Linked DNA regions of Sus scrofa: regions 2 and 3 are each linked to region 1. The links are chromatin contacts, called in public HiChIP or PLAC-seq maps. All regions are on one chromosome and are shown on one strand. The core of a region is the stretch at or near the end of the contact, and the rest is flanking DNA. Distances in the headings are between cores, read along the strand shown.

Region 1 (4,466 bases), core at 1,032-3,531:
AGGGTTGGCCTACAGCCAGCCTGCACTACCGTCCTTGGTTTTCTGCCTCATGATGCCTCCCATAGCCCTCCCTTCTATTTAAGGGTCATGGGCACCGCACTGCTTTTTCGCCTGGCTTGTGGTAGCGGTTGACAAGGAACCGCCACCTAATGCAGGGGGCCAAAAGCAGTGTCAAAGTAGCTCTAAGAATGGTTAACTCCTTTGCTGGGAGGGTGTCCACAATACGAAGAAATGACCTGTCTTTAAATCTTGTTCCAAAGCCTCTCTCTATGTAACTATGCTAATAAAAGATCATGTTTTCAAGTGCTTAATCTATATAAATATGAAAATGATAGAAGCTAATATTTTTGGCTGCCCCCATGACATGCAGAAGTTCCTGGGCCAGGGATCGAACCCATGTCACAGCAGTGACAACACTAGGTCCTTAACCCACTGTACCACCAGGGAAGTCCAAGAAGTTGGTATTTTTGAGTGCTTAATAGGTACCAAGCACTCTTAATTTTCATAACAATCCTGTGAGATGGAAACATATGTACTGTTACTGCCAGTATACAGATATGAAAACAGAGGCTCCAAGAGGCAAGGAACTTGCCTGAAGTTTGCTCATCTAGTGGATGGCAGAGCCAGCAGCCTGACGTCTGTGTATAGTGGTGGTTCTAGAACAGGCTGCCCTCTTTTACTGTGATGGGAAGATGCATAATCAAGTGAAAACTCCGGCTTTCTCCCATTGCCTCCTTGCCACGTCCAGATGTTACCCCGGTCATGTGTGCAAGTGGCCTGAGGCAGGAAAGGGGTGATCCCCTTCCTCCCTGGCCTCCTCCAGAGCTGGGCTAAATCCCAGGGCCCCTGTTGCCAGACTCCAAATTCTCTGGTTTTTCTGTCTCCCGTTCTCAGCCCAGCCTGGCTGCAGGTTCAGGAGATGAAAGGGAGACTTTCACCGTGGTGCTTAGGGCTTAACACTCTCCACCTGCCCCACCAAAGTGGGAAGGGCATGTCCCCCCATCCCTGTGCACTCACACTGCACTTGGAGGTGAATCTCCTTCTGCATCCTGCGTTCGGCTGCTGAGACCTGGCAGCTCAGGATCCGGCCATGGTCCTGCCAGGACAGGGCCATGTGCAGGGTCTCCATGTGGCTGGTGCCCGAGGGCTCAAGCTTCTGGAGGTGGGAGGTGACGGAGCGGGTGGGATCCTGGCCTTGCCACTGTAGGTTGACCGGCTCCGTCGGGCACACATAGGGAGTGGAGCAGTTGAAGTCCACCTCCATGCCCTCATGCAGCTTGGCTGGCAAGGCAATGGTGGGCACGCTGGGCACCTCTAAGGATGAGAGAGGAGGCTGGGGACTCCCGTTCACCACACCTGAGCCCTCCTGCCTTGGAAACCCTGGCTCCAGGCTGGAGCTTCAAGGAGAAGGAGAATGCAAGTAGTTCACAGGGGCGAATGCCAGGGGGCACAGGGCTAGGACTGGAACTGCGGCCAAGATTGGGGCTGGGGTTGGCTTTCAGACCAGGATGGGAACTGTGAGCCAGTGGGGCCAGGGGTGGCCTGGGAGCCCAGGCAGTGGCTGGGCCACCCTGCTCCTCACCTGTCACGGTGACAACTGTGCCTTTGACATCTGACCAGCGGTTGCCCTCGCTGATCTCAAAGCGGAAGTTATAGGAGCCCGAGTCCTGGGGCTGCAGGTCCTTCAGCAGCAGGCTGCACGTCCTCTGCTCAACCTGCCCCAACAGCAGGGCCCGGCCTTGGAAGTGGTTCTCCACCACCTTTGGGTTCCTGGAGTGGCTCACTACCAGGCGCTTGCCTGAGTAGTCATAGTACCAGATGGCTGTGATGCCATGGGGCACCTCCACGTTGGCCGGGAAGCCGAAGGTGCAGGGGATGATGAGGCAGGAGCCCTTGATGCCCTGCACGGTCTCGGGGCTGGAAACCGTCCACGAGGCCAGGCCTGAGGGAGGGACAGGACAGGGTGGAGTGTGATGCAGGCCAGGGTCACCTCCTGATCTGTCACATAGGAGGTGCTCCAGATGGGCCCCCGAACCCTGCCGTGTCCTCAGCAATGCAGCCCCACGGGGCACCCCAGGGAGGGTCATGGCTCCCTGTCACTGCTTCCCCATGCCCTTCTTCAACCTCAGCAGCTAAACCTGTGACCAGATACAGTCCAGTGTGCCCAGGCCAGCCAAGGGCTGGCCTTGCTGAGCCAGGCCCTGTGAGAAGAAAAAAGCCAGAACAACTTACCTGCTAGAGCAGATGAAGCCAGGAGGAGGAGCAGGAGCAGGAAGTCCATAGCAGGTTCTGGCGCTGCTTCTGGAGCCTAAGAGGGTGGCACACAGTGGGCTGGCAGGGCACACGGGAGCCTCCTGGGGAACCTCAGGGTACCTGGGTCTCAGAGCCTGCTGGGAACCCAGTCCTGTTTCCCCACGTGCTACGCTGGCCAACCCAGTGAGAGGGCAGGGCAGCTGCCAGCAGGGAGCCAGGAGCCCACTTCCCCAGCTCAGGCTGTGCCTAGGAATGCCTTCACTTGATGGCATGCCCCAGAAAGTCCTCTGTCACTTGGCCACACCCTAAGTTCTGCTTTCCCAGCCCCTCAAGGATAAATAGCTGTTTCTCTTTCCCCACTTCCCTGCCCTGTCTCTGCACCCAAGTTAACAGAAATGGGAGCCCAGAGAGGCCCAGCGACTTACTCCAAGGCATCCAGCACACATGATGCTTTCTTGTTTGAGACTTGCTCCCTATCAGCAGCCTTACCAGCTATAGAGCTGAGCACATACCAAAGTGCTGCCTTTGAGTCCCTCCCCTGCTTGAAAACCTTCTGTGGCTCCCCATTTCCCATGAGATGGGGTTCCCAGTGCATCCCTGAAAGGTCCCCCTTTCCTACTCTGAGCTCTGCCCCATTCCCTGCTCCCCCTGGGTTCGCCCTAGGACCAGTCTCACTCTGGGGCCAGTCCTGTCTGCCCATGGGCTCTCCAGCTGGCCAGGTCTGGCATCACCAAAAATGATCTTTTCTTGCTGAAATCTCATTCAGTCTTCAAGGTGGCTTCCAGGTGAAACGTCCCTTTTGGGGTCTCTAGTCAATCCAGAACCATCTCTGTGGTTGCCTTGTCCCTGGTGAGCACCCACTTCTCAAGACCTGGAACTGAGGACATTGTCCTGCAGCAGGGCAGAGCACCCCCAGGCCTTTCAGTGGCAGGCAAGAGAGGGGTGTGGTTCTTGGGGATTTAAAGTTGATGACGGGGCAAGTCTAGGTGTGGCAGGGAGCACAAGGACCCTGCCCAACACATATCCCACAAACATGAGTTGAAAGCCTACTGTATACTATGCACAAGAGGGCAGGCCCTCCACCATGGAGTGCCCCTGATGGGGATGGGGACACAGATGTGAATCCAAAGGGGAGAGATGCCAGAAACACAAATAACAGAAACTATAAAACTCTTAGAAGAAAATGGGTGAAAATCTTCATGACCTAACTTCAGGCAATGATTTCTTAAGTATGACACTAAGAACACAAGCAACAAAAGAAAAAACAGATAAACTGAACTGAATCAAAATGAAAATCTTTTTGCATCAAAGGACACTATCAGGGAGCTCCTGTCGTGGCTCAGTGGTTAACGAATCCGAATAGGAACCATGAGGTTGCGGGTTTGATCCCTGGCCTCACTCAGTGGGTTGAGGATCTGGCGTTGCCATGAGCTGTGGTGTAGGTCGAAGATGTGGCTCGGATCCCACATGGCTGTGGCTCTGGCGTAGGCCGGTGGCTACAGCTCTGATTAGACCCCTAGCCTGGGAACCTTCATATGCCACAGGAGTGGCCCTAGAAAAGGCAAAAAGACAAAAAAAAAAAAAAAAAAAAAAAAAAGACAATATCAGGAGAGTGAAAAGCCAACCCACAGAATGGGCAAAAATACGTGCACATCATACATCTGATAAAGGGAGTTTCCATTGTGGCTCAGTGGAAACAAACCCAATTGGTATCCATGAGAATGCAGGTTCAATCCCTGGCCTCACTCGGTGGGTTAAGGATCTGGCATTGCCATGAGCTGTGGTGCAGGTCACAGATATGGTTCAGATCTGGTGGTGCTGTGGCTGTAGCATAGGCCGGCATCTGTAGCTCTGATTCAACCACTAGCCTGGGAACTTCCATATGCTGCACCTGCAGCCCTAAAAAAAAAAAAAAAAAAAAAAATCCAAATATCTGATAAGGGATTACCATTTGGAATATGTAAAGAACTGCTACAATTCAACAACTAAAAAACCCAAACAACCCAAATTCAAAAAATAGGCTACAGATTTGTATAGACATTTCTCCAAGATGACGTACAAATGGCGGATAAACCCATGAAAAGATGCTCAACATCATTAGTCACCAGCAAATCAAAACCACAATAAGCTACCACTTCATACCCATTAGAATGACTGTAAAAAACAAACAAACAAAACCAGAAAATAACACATGTCAGCGAGGCTGTGGAAAA
Region 2 (4,466 bases), core at 511-3,010, 240 kb before region 1:
GAGAGCTTTGGAGAGCAGCCATACTGCTGTTGCGTAGATGCAAGCCATTTCCTGTTATCCTTGAGCATTGGTGAAGTCATGTGAAACTTCTCAGCCTGGGCTCACTTTTGCTGTGGGGAATGGCAGGATAGGCTGGTTCCGCTTCTGGTCTGGAAGAGCAGTGCTTTCTGAAGCCAGAGATTGGCTCCATGTCAGTCTGCCCCATGTTAGGGCCATGTGCTCCATTTTCCTTTCTCACCCTGCACAGCCTCATGTAAGACACCACAGCAAAAACACAACCTGCAAACCAGAATGCCAGTGCTAGGGCCTTGGTGGAACAAAAGGTTTCACGTAGGTGGAGGGTGGAGAGCGGGCTGTGTGTAGTTCAGCTTCACCAGGCTTGAAGAGGATGCAGAAGGAGGAAGATCAGAACCTGGTTACATCCTAGAATCTTAGAATTCTGTGCTCTGAGGTAAAAGAGGGCCTTTCTTTATTTTCCAGGGATTGCAAGGTGCCCAAACATCCCTAGCTGCCATAGGGTTATTCCTCACAACACAAGGCTTATGTCAGACAAGGTTCTGGCAAAACTCTCTAAACTTTGCAGACATAAAATAGCAGCTGGATTTTAATTTCTCAGGATTTTGGATAAGGCATAGTAGGAAAGACTTGTCTCCATTCTAGGTAATGTGGAACAGCTCAGATGGCAGGGCTTCTTCCCTCAATGACTTGGTTCCTCACCTGGATGGGTGCACCTGGTTCTTGTGTCTGGGATCTCAGTTCTCTGTGATAACTGGAGAACTCCATGTGATCTCTTACAGCAAGATGGAAGAGCAGATGCAGCCCAGTTTTATCAAGAGCTCAGAATCAAGATTGCCAGGTGTTCTTAAGGCTCAGACCTGAAACCAGCACATCATCATTTCCCCCAGATTCTTCTTTGGGTAAGTTGAGTCAAAGGCCCAGTCCAGATTTCAGGGTGGAGAACCACACAAGCTTATACTGCCAGGAGGCACGTTTCATTGGAGGTCAACAAAGTAACTACCTGACAAGAGGGGCTCTAGGGGCTGTGGCGGGGTGGGTGGGTAGGATGCTTCGGTTCCTAATTTTATGCTGCCCTTTCTTCAGAGATGACTGGAGCGCAAATAGTGGGGAGCAATTAAATCCCAAACTTCCTCTACAGAATTAAAGGTGTGTGTGGGGGTCTGTTCTAATACTGAATCAGTCTGTATCAAGGGAGGCCGGGCTATGTAGCTTCAGTCTTAGGCATTTACTGAGTATAGCCTATGCGTTGGGTTCTTAAGACACGTGTTACTTGTTAACCCTGTATTAGAGGAGAAAGCAGAGGCTCGATCGCAGCACTCCTATGTCACCGCATCAAGCACTACACCGCGACTCCTAGGACCTTTCTGCTTGGCAGCAGTGTTGGGGTAGAGAGCTGATGGGCGCCGGCGTCTCTGGAAGGTAGCGCTCAACTCCGCGGGGTTGGCTAGAAGAGCGATAGGCTCCCAGGCAACCAAAGGGAAGAGGGAGCTTCAGGATGTCTACCCAGATGCCGCCGAGCCGAGCGAAGGGATAAAACTAGAGCGCTAGGGCGCCCGGGTCGGTATCAAAGCCTGGGACGCTTTGGCCAACCTCAAATCTCCAGCTAGAGACCCTCTTCCAGGGCCGCGCGCGCTGGAGGATGGCAGCCTGCTCTCTGCGCCCCGCCCACGCACGGACGCGCCGGCCCCGCCTCCCGCGCAGTCCTGGCCCCGCCCTCAAGATTGGCCGCCCAGAGCCACCGTCCGCCCAGCCCCGCCCCGCACGGCCAGGCGAAGCTGAGCCGGCCGTGCGGTGTGTGTGTGTGTCTGTGTCCGTGTGTGTGTGTGTGTGCGCGCGCGTGTGTGTATGTGTTCGCGGGGCACACTCTCTGCCCCGGGAAGATGGTGGCGGCGGCGGCGGCGACTGAGGCGAAGCTGAAGAGGAGGACGGCGGAGACTACAGCGCCCGCGAGCAGGAACGACAGGCGGCGCCAGGACTGGGACACAACTGGGGCCGGGAGGCCGGGGCTGGGGGCCGGGCTGCGCCTCTCGCGGTGGCTGCTGCTGCTGCTGCTCCCGCCGCTGCTGCTGCTTCCCTGGGTGGCTGAGGCCGCGGCGGCAGCGGCAGCGGTGTCGGGCTCAGCTGCAGCCGAGGCCAAGGAATGTGACCGGCCTTGTGTCAACGGCGGCCGCTGCAACCCTGGCACCGGCCAGTGCGTCTGCCCCGCCGGCTGGGTGGGCGAGCAATGCCAGCACTGCGGGGGCCGCTTCAGGTGAGTGGGGGTAATGTGCGGTGTTGGAGGGTAGGGCCCAGCCAGAGGCTGAGGCCAAGGGGGCTGGAGATGGCCCCAGGCTGGGGGCGCATGCCAGACGGAAAGTGGGGAGGGTACGGCCGCCCCATGGTGTTTGAGGACCATTTGCTTCCGGGGAGATCATCTTCTCTGGCCTGGGGTCTTCCTGTACTAGAAGATGAAAAGGTTCAAGGCGAGGGTGGGGGCTCCCCAAAGGGGTTTGGGTGCGGCGGTCTACATGAGTGGAAAGCTTAGGGTCCCGAGGATTATCAAAGCCAGTCGGGCTTCTTCGTAAATGAGGTATAAAAGAAAAGGTGAGAGAGCCAGTCTTCCTTAAACACTTCAAAAGAACATCCCCTAGTTCTCTAGGGCCTGATGAGTTGCCTGACTGGTTAGAGATACTCCAGTCTGTGGGGTACTTTGAAGAAACAGGGCCCTGGAAGAGATTTGTTGTTTGGAGATAGAAGGGAAAAGGGTAGGATTGTGAGATATTAGATATAGAAGAAGTAGTGATTCTTGGCTAAAGGAAAGTGAGGAAAGTAGCCTTTAGAAGCTCACCGGAGGAGGCGGATTGGACCAGGGTCTGTCGTGGGGAGCACATGGAAGGAGGTTCTTATTTGCCCTGGTTTCTGGAGAATATGGAGTTCTGAGTTGGTCTGGTTTAGGGCAGGACCTCGCCATTAATTAATTGGTAGTTAGCTATTATTTGCTTTAGTCGTGCAAGGATTTCTGGATAATACACACAGACAGATAGATTAGGCAGACTTTAGCCTAGTCCACAAGGTGTTTGGAACATAGGTCGAGAAAGATAGGTTCATAGATGACTCTAATCATAAGGACCACAAAGTCATTCATGCCTTTGGCAGATGTTCACTGGGCATTTTTGATGTCCGACGTGGAGGAGTGGGGAAATACGGAGAACAAGACAGCCAGGGTCCCTCCTCTCATAGAACTTACTTTCTAGTGGGGAGACAGGCAGTTAACAAGTAAATGAATAAGTGAAAGAAAAGAACAAGGTGATTTCAGATAATGATAAAAGCTGTCAAGTGAGTAAGACATGTTGGCCTGATAGAGAATTATAACCAGTGGATAGTTTTTGGAGAAGCCACACATTGGAAGTGACCTTTGGTCCAATATCTGAATGAGGCAAGGGAGAGAGAACCTGTGGGAGTTCAGGGACAGAGAGACTGTGACTGGTTGGGGGACGCAGGGAATAATTTGAGGAGGAGGTGGCATTGAGTTTGAGCATTTGAGGCTAAGTAAGGTTGGGAAATGTGGAGCTGGGGAAAAAACTCCAAATGGAACAAAGGAGTCAGACAAAATTGTGGAGACTAATAAGTATTGCTAGTGCCAGGGTACATAGATGAGAATTGTGAGAAAGAAGTTTGGAACAGTAGAAGTCTAGAGTCACGTAATGTCAGATCTTCAAGGAAAACTCAGAGAATGAGAACTTTGAGGAGATGAGCTTTGTGGAGCAAGCAAGTGATTTCAAGACTAGTGTACAGCAGGGCTGGCCATGTAACGAGGATTCTGGTAATGTAGTTCTGGTTTAGGAACTGCATTACTCTGCACATACTTGTGAGGGCTACTCTGGGTGAGGTTATGTGATTATAGTGATTAACAAGAGAGACACTGTCCTGCCTTTTTGGAGCTTATATTCTACCTTGGGAATAAGAAATCCAGTTGTCAGTTTCTTATAATTTTCTTAAAGCTGTAGAAGCAAAGAGCAACTTGATTTAGTTTGGAAAGGTAAGGTTAGTGTCCAAATAAGTGATTTCTGAGTTGAGATGTGAAGGGTGACATCACACTGCCTACATAGGAGGTGGGGTGCTGAGGGGCCAGCATGTACGGAGGCTTGAAAATGAGAGGGATCATGGCAGGATGGATAGAAGGCCGGGTGGCTGGAGGAGAGAGAGCAAAGGGGAGCATGGCCAGACTGGAGAGATGAGCAGGAGCCAGGCTGTGTGGAGCCCTGTCCATTGAGTTGAGAATTTTGACCTGTAGCCTTTGAGCCTTGGATTAGCATAGTTCAGCTTGTTTTCATGACATTACAGGCTTTTAGATTGGAGCCAGAGCAGGAATGTTCTTGAAGATGGGGCCAGAGCATTCTGAACCTGAGGAACTTTCAAGATCAAGTGAGTGGATGGTTGGGTCAGAGCAGAGTTCTTCAAGTTCTGAA
Region 3 (4,466 bases), core at 776-3,275, 160 kb after region 1:
TGAGCCACATCTTCGACCTATGCTGCAGCTTGCAGCAATGCTGGATCCTTAACCCACTGAGTGAAGTCAAGGATTGAACACACATCCCCACAGATACTCTGTCGGATCCTTAACCTGCTGAGCCACAAAGGGAACTCTTTTTTTTTTTTTTTTTTTTTTTTTTGGTGGCCCCTCAGCAAGCACATGAGCCAGGGATTAGATCCAAACTGTAGTTGCAACCTACTTGGCAGCTGCAACAGTACCAGATCCTTAACCCATTGTGCCAGGATGAGTATCGAACCTGCATCCTAGCATTCCAGTGACAATGCAGATCCCATTGAGCCACAGTGGGAACTCCAAAAGTTTTTATCTTTTTTTTTTTAGGGCTGCACTCGTGGCAAATGGAGGTTCCCAGGCTAGGGGTGGAATCAGAACTGTAGCTGCCAGCCTATGCCACAGCCACAGCAATGCCAGATCCAAGCTGTGTCTTCAGCCTACACCACAGCTCATGGCATCACTGGATCCTTAACCCACTGAGCGAGGCCAGGTATCAAGCCTGTGTCCTCATGGATACTAGTCAGATTCATTTCCGCTGAGCCACACCAGGAATTCCTACAATTTCCTTTTGATGGCTGTGTAGTTATCCACTATTTAATTGACCTGCTGTCAAATGAGGTTTAGCTAGGTTAAACAGCTGTCCTTAAATCACTCAGCTGGTGCAGCCAGGATTTGAAAAGTTTCGACTGACTCCAAAGCCTTTATTCTTTTTTTTTTTTTTTTTTAAGGCTGCACCTGTGGCACATGGAAGTTTCAAGGCCAGGGATTGAATCTGAGCCACAGCTGTGACCCGAGCCACTGCAGTTTTATTCTTAACACTCTGCACCACAGTGGGAACTCCCAAGAGCCTATATTCTAAATTAGTGTGTGTTGGAGTTCCTTAGTGGCTCCGTGAGTTAAGGACTCAGCATTGTCACTTCTGTGACTCTGGTTGCTGCTGTGGTGTGGGTTTGATATCTGGTCTGGCAACTTCTGTATGCTATGTGCAGGCCATAAAAACAAAAGAAAACAAAACCAGTGTGTCTCAAACTTTAGTGCATATATGAATCCCTATAAATGCAGATAGGGTGGGTCTGGGGTGAGGCCTGAGAGTCTTCATTTCTTACAAACTGCTCATTATATCAAAGCAAAGCTAGTCTGGTTTGTCAATCTTGACTGCACCTTGGAATCACCTGGGGAGTATTAAACACTACTCATGCCTGACTTCCACCCTAAGAGATGCCAACTGCATTTGTCTGAGATGTAGCCTGGCTCTGTTTCCCCCACCAAAGTTCCTCAGGGGATTCCTGGGTGCAGCCTGGCCTGTGAAGTACTGTCCCCAAAGCCTGCTTGTTCTGAGGGGTTCTTCCAGCATCACTAACCTGATCCTTATCAAGCTGGCTCCTGGGCAGGAGTTGATTAGCCTCAGGTGACTTCCGAGAGTAGCCTGGTGCCGTATTACAGCCCTGCTATAATTGTCTGGAGTGAGTTCTGGTATTATATTTGATGGCCTACTATGTGTTGATCACATATCTATCGGGCTGGGGGAGAGTGTATAAAGATGATAAGGTCACAGCTCTTTTTGTCAAGGTGTTTACAACCCAGCTGTTTACAACCCAGCTGTTTTTCTCCTTGAGGTAAGTCCCAGAAACACTAAGAAGAATAGAGTGTTGGGTTTACAGGCCCAAAGCACCACACTCCTTTGGACCAAAACGTTTCTAAACTTCTCGAGGTGGTTGAAGAATTTGGATTTAGGTCTATGGCTGAGTGCTCAAGCCTTGATCCTGACAGTCTTGTCCACCATCCACCTGCTCACAGTGGTTCTGGATATGTCAGGCCCCTCATTCCCCAGGAGCTGGCCTCCGCTAGATGGCAGGTAGCAGAGCAGAAAGCAAACAAGCTCCTGACACCCACAGGGGAGGAAGTTAGGGCCCAGCCAAGCATGCCCAGTTCCTACTTTCAGATTCACCAATCAGATAATATATTCCTCCTCCTCTGGGGAGGCGGGTATCTTGTACTCCATGGGCAGCCGCCTTCTCTGGCCATGCTTAGGAACAGCCCAGTGCCATGGGATAGCTGTGCATGTGACAGGAGCTCACTGGCTCGTTGAGTCTGTCTGGTTTATCTGTAGCTTCCCAGAACTTCAGACTTTTGCAGTCTCCGGGAGAGGTAAGTCACTCTGCATACTTCATCTTTCAGTACTGAGAGGTGTTTTGGAAGAGATTTTTTTTTTAAACAAATTAATTGATTCCTTTGGGGTTTTATAGTTAAGCCTTCATTCATTTGGAGATCTTTGATTTCAAATACAAGATATTTCAGACAGGGGCCAATCTGATTTTTCTTCTGTTCAGATAGTCAAAAATATTTATTAAGAGCATATTCTAGGAGCTCCTGCTGTGGTGCAATGGGTTAAGAATCTGACTGCGATGACTCAGTTTGCCACAGAGGTGCGCGTTTTTTCCCCGGACCAGCACAGTGGGTTCAAGGATCAGCATTTCCATAGTTGCGGCATTGGTCGCAGCTGTGGCTCAGATTCAATCCCTGGCCTGGGAAGTTCCATAGGTAGCAGGTGTGGCCATTTAAAAAAAAGGGAGGGGGGAGAGGGGGAGGGGGGAGGGGGAGAGGAGGAGAGAGAGAAAGAGGGGGGAGAGAGAGAGAGAGAGAGAGAGAGAGAGTGTTCCTATTGAGGTGCAGGGGAAACGAATCTGACTAGGAACCATGAGGTTGCAGGTTCGATCCCTGGCTTCACTCAGCAGGTTAAGGATCCGGCACTGCTGTGAGCTGTGGTGTAGATCGAAGATGCGGCTCAGATCCTAAGTGGCTGTGGTGTAGGCTGGCAGCTGTAGCTCCACTTAGACCCCTAGCCTGGGAATCTCCGTATGCCACAGGTGTTGCCCTAAAAAAAAAAAAAAAAAAAAAGCATGTGTTAGGTCCTCTGGGCAAGTGACAAAATAAATAAATAAGTAATAAATGAGGGAAAGTTTCTTATAAACATTTACCATATGACCCATTCCTAGAGATGAAATCATATGTTCACAAAAGAACTTGTACACAAATTTCACTGCAGTTTTGTTTGCAGTAGCCAATAACTGGAAACAATCCAAAAGTCCACCAGATGGTGAAAAACCAAAGCAAGGTATTTCTATGTATGGAGTATAACTCAACAATAAAAATGAACAAACTACCGATACAGCAACAACGTGAAATGAATCTCAAAAACATTATGCTGAGGGAGTTCCTGTCGTGGCCCAGTGGTTAACGATTCCAACTAGGAATCATGAGGTTGCAGGTTTTTTTTTTTTTTTTTTTTTGTCTTTTTGCTATTTCTTTGGGCCACTCCCGCGGCATATGGAGGTTCCCAGGCTAGGGGTCTAATCGGAGCTGCAGCCACCGGCCTATGCCAGAGCCTCAGCAACGCAGGATCCGAGCCGAGTCTGCAACCCACACCACAGCTCATGGCAACGCCGGATCGTTAACCCACTGAGCAAGGCCAGGGACCGAACCCGCAACCTCATGGTTCCTAGTCGGATTTGTTAACCACTGTGCCACAACGGGAACTCCAGGTTGCAGGTTTGATTCCTGGCCTTGCTCAGTGGGTTAGGGATCCGGCGTTGCCATGAACTGTGGTGTAGGCCGGTGGCTACAGCTCTGATTAGACCCCTAGCCTGGGAACCTCCATATGCCACAGGAGCGGCCCTAGAAAAGACCAAAAAACAAAACAAACAACAACAACAACAAAACCCCATTATGCTGAGAAAAAGAATTTAGACTCAAAAAAGTATTACTGAATTATTCCATTTATATGAAACCCTAGAGGAGTTCCCGTCGTGACTCCGTGGTTAATGATTCCCACTAGGAACCATGGGGTTGTGGTTTCGATCCCTGGCCTCGCTCAGTGGGTTAAGGATCCGGCGTTGCCGTGAGCTGTGGTGTAGGTTGCAGACGCGGCTCGGATCCCGAGTTGCTGTGGCTGTGGTGTAGGCCAGAGGCGACAGCTCTGATTAGACCCCTAGGCTAGGAACCTCCATATGCTGTGGCTGCGGTCGGTGCAGCCCTAGACAAAACAAAAAGACCAAAATAAATAAATAAATAAATAAATGAAACCCTAGAAAAGGCAATGTAACCTATAGAGACAGAAATCAGATAAGTAGTTGCCTGGGACCAGGGGTGGGGAATGCTTGGGAAGGGGTATAAGGGAAGCTTTGGGATGAAGAGAAAGGTTTTTTTTTTTTTTTTTTTTTTTTTTTCAGTTTTATTGAACTATAGCTGATTTGCAATGCTGTGATGAAAAAGATTTTGATCGTGGTGATGGTGGCTATGTTTTTCAAAACACATCTGAGTGTGCACTTAAAAATGGATGCACTTTATTGTATAAATTGTACCTCCATAAAGTTGAGCAAAATGCAATTGTAGCAGAGAGGAGGGAAATGGAAAAAATAAGTGGAGAATGG

The links. HiChIP or PLAC-seq counts read pairs in DNA pulled down with a chosen protein or histone mark.
Region 2: a contact with region 1 is called in an H3K27ac HiChIP or PLAC-seq map of alveolar macrophages. The contact joins the promoter of ATRN here to the promoter of SIGLEC1 in region 1. A contact is called at or near these places in 2 of 2 datasets of contacts at active chromatin or transcription factors (alveolar macrophages and skeletal muscle).
Region 3: a contact with region 1 is called in an H3K27ac HiChIP or PLAC-seq map of alveolar macrophages. The contact joins the promoter of PANK2 here to the promoter of SIGLEC1 in region 1. A contact is called at or near these places in 1 of 47 Hi-C or Micro-C datasets (fetal heart ventricle) and 1 of 2 datasets of contacts at active chromatin or transcription factors (alveolar macrophages).

The regions. Positions count from the first base shown.
Region 1 is chr17:31,998,542-32,003,007 of Sscrofa11.1, reverse strand. SIGLEC1 (sialic acid binding Ig like lectin 1) reads right to left here and starts at 2,281. Exons shown (of 21, transcript NM_214346.1): 1 at 2,233-2,281; 2 at 1,583-1,942; 3 at 1,018-1,314. The coding sequence starts at 2,281.
Region 2 is chr17:32,236,866-32,241,331 of Sscrofa11.1, reverse strand. It overlaps ATRN (attractin), which reads left to right and starts at 1,760. Exons shown (of 30, transcript XM_021077392.1): 1 at 1,760-2,269. The coding sequence starts at 1,899.
Region 3 is chr17:31,841,860-31,846,325 of Sscrofa11.1, reverse strand. It overlaps PANK2 (pantothenate kinase 2, mitochondrial), which reads left to right and starts at 2,025. Exons shown (of 7, transcript XM_021078060.1): 1 at 2,025-2,184.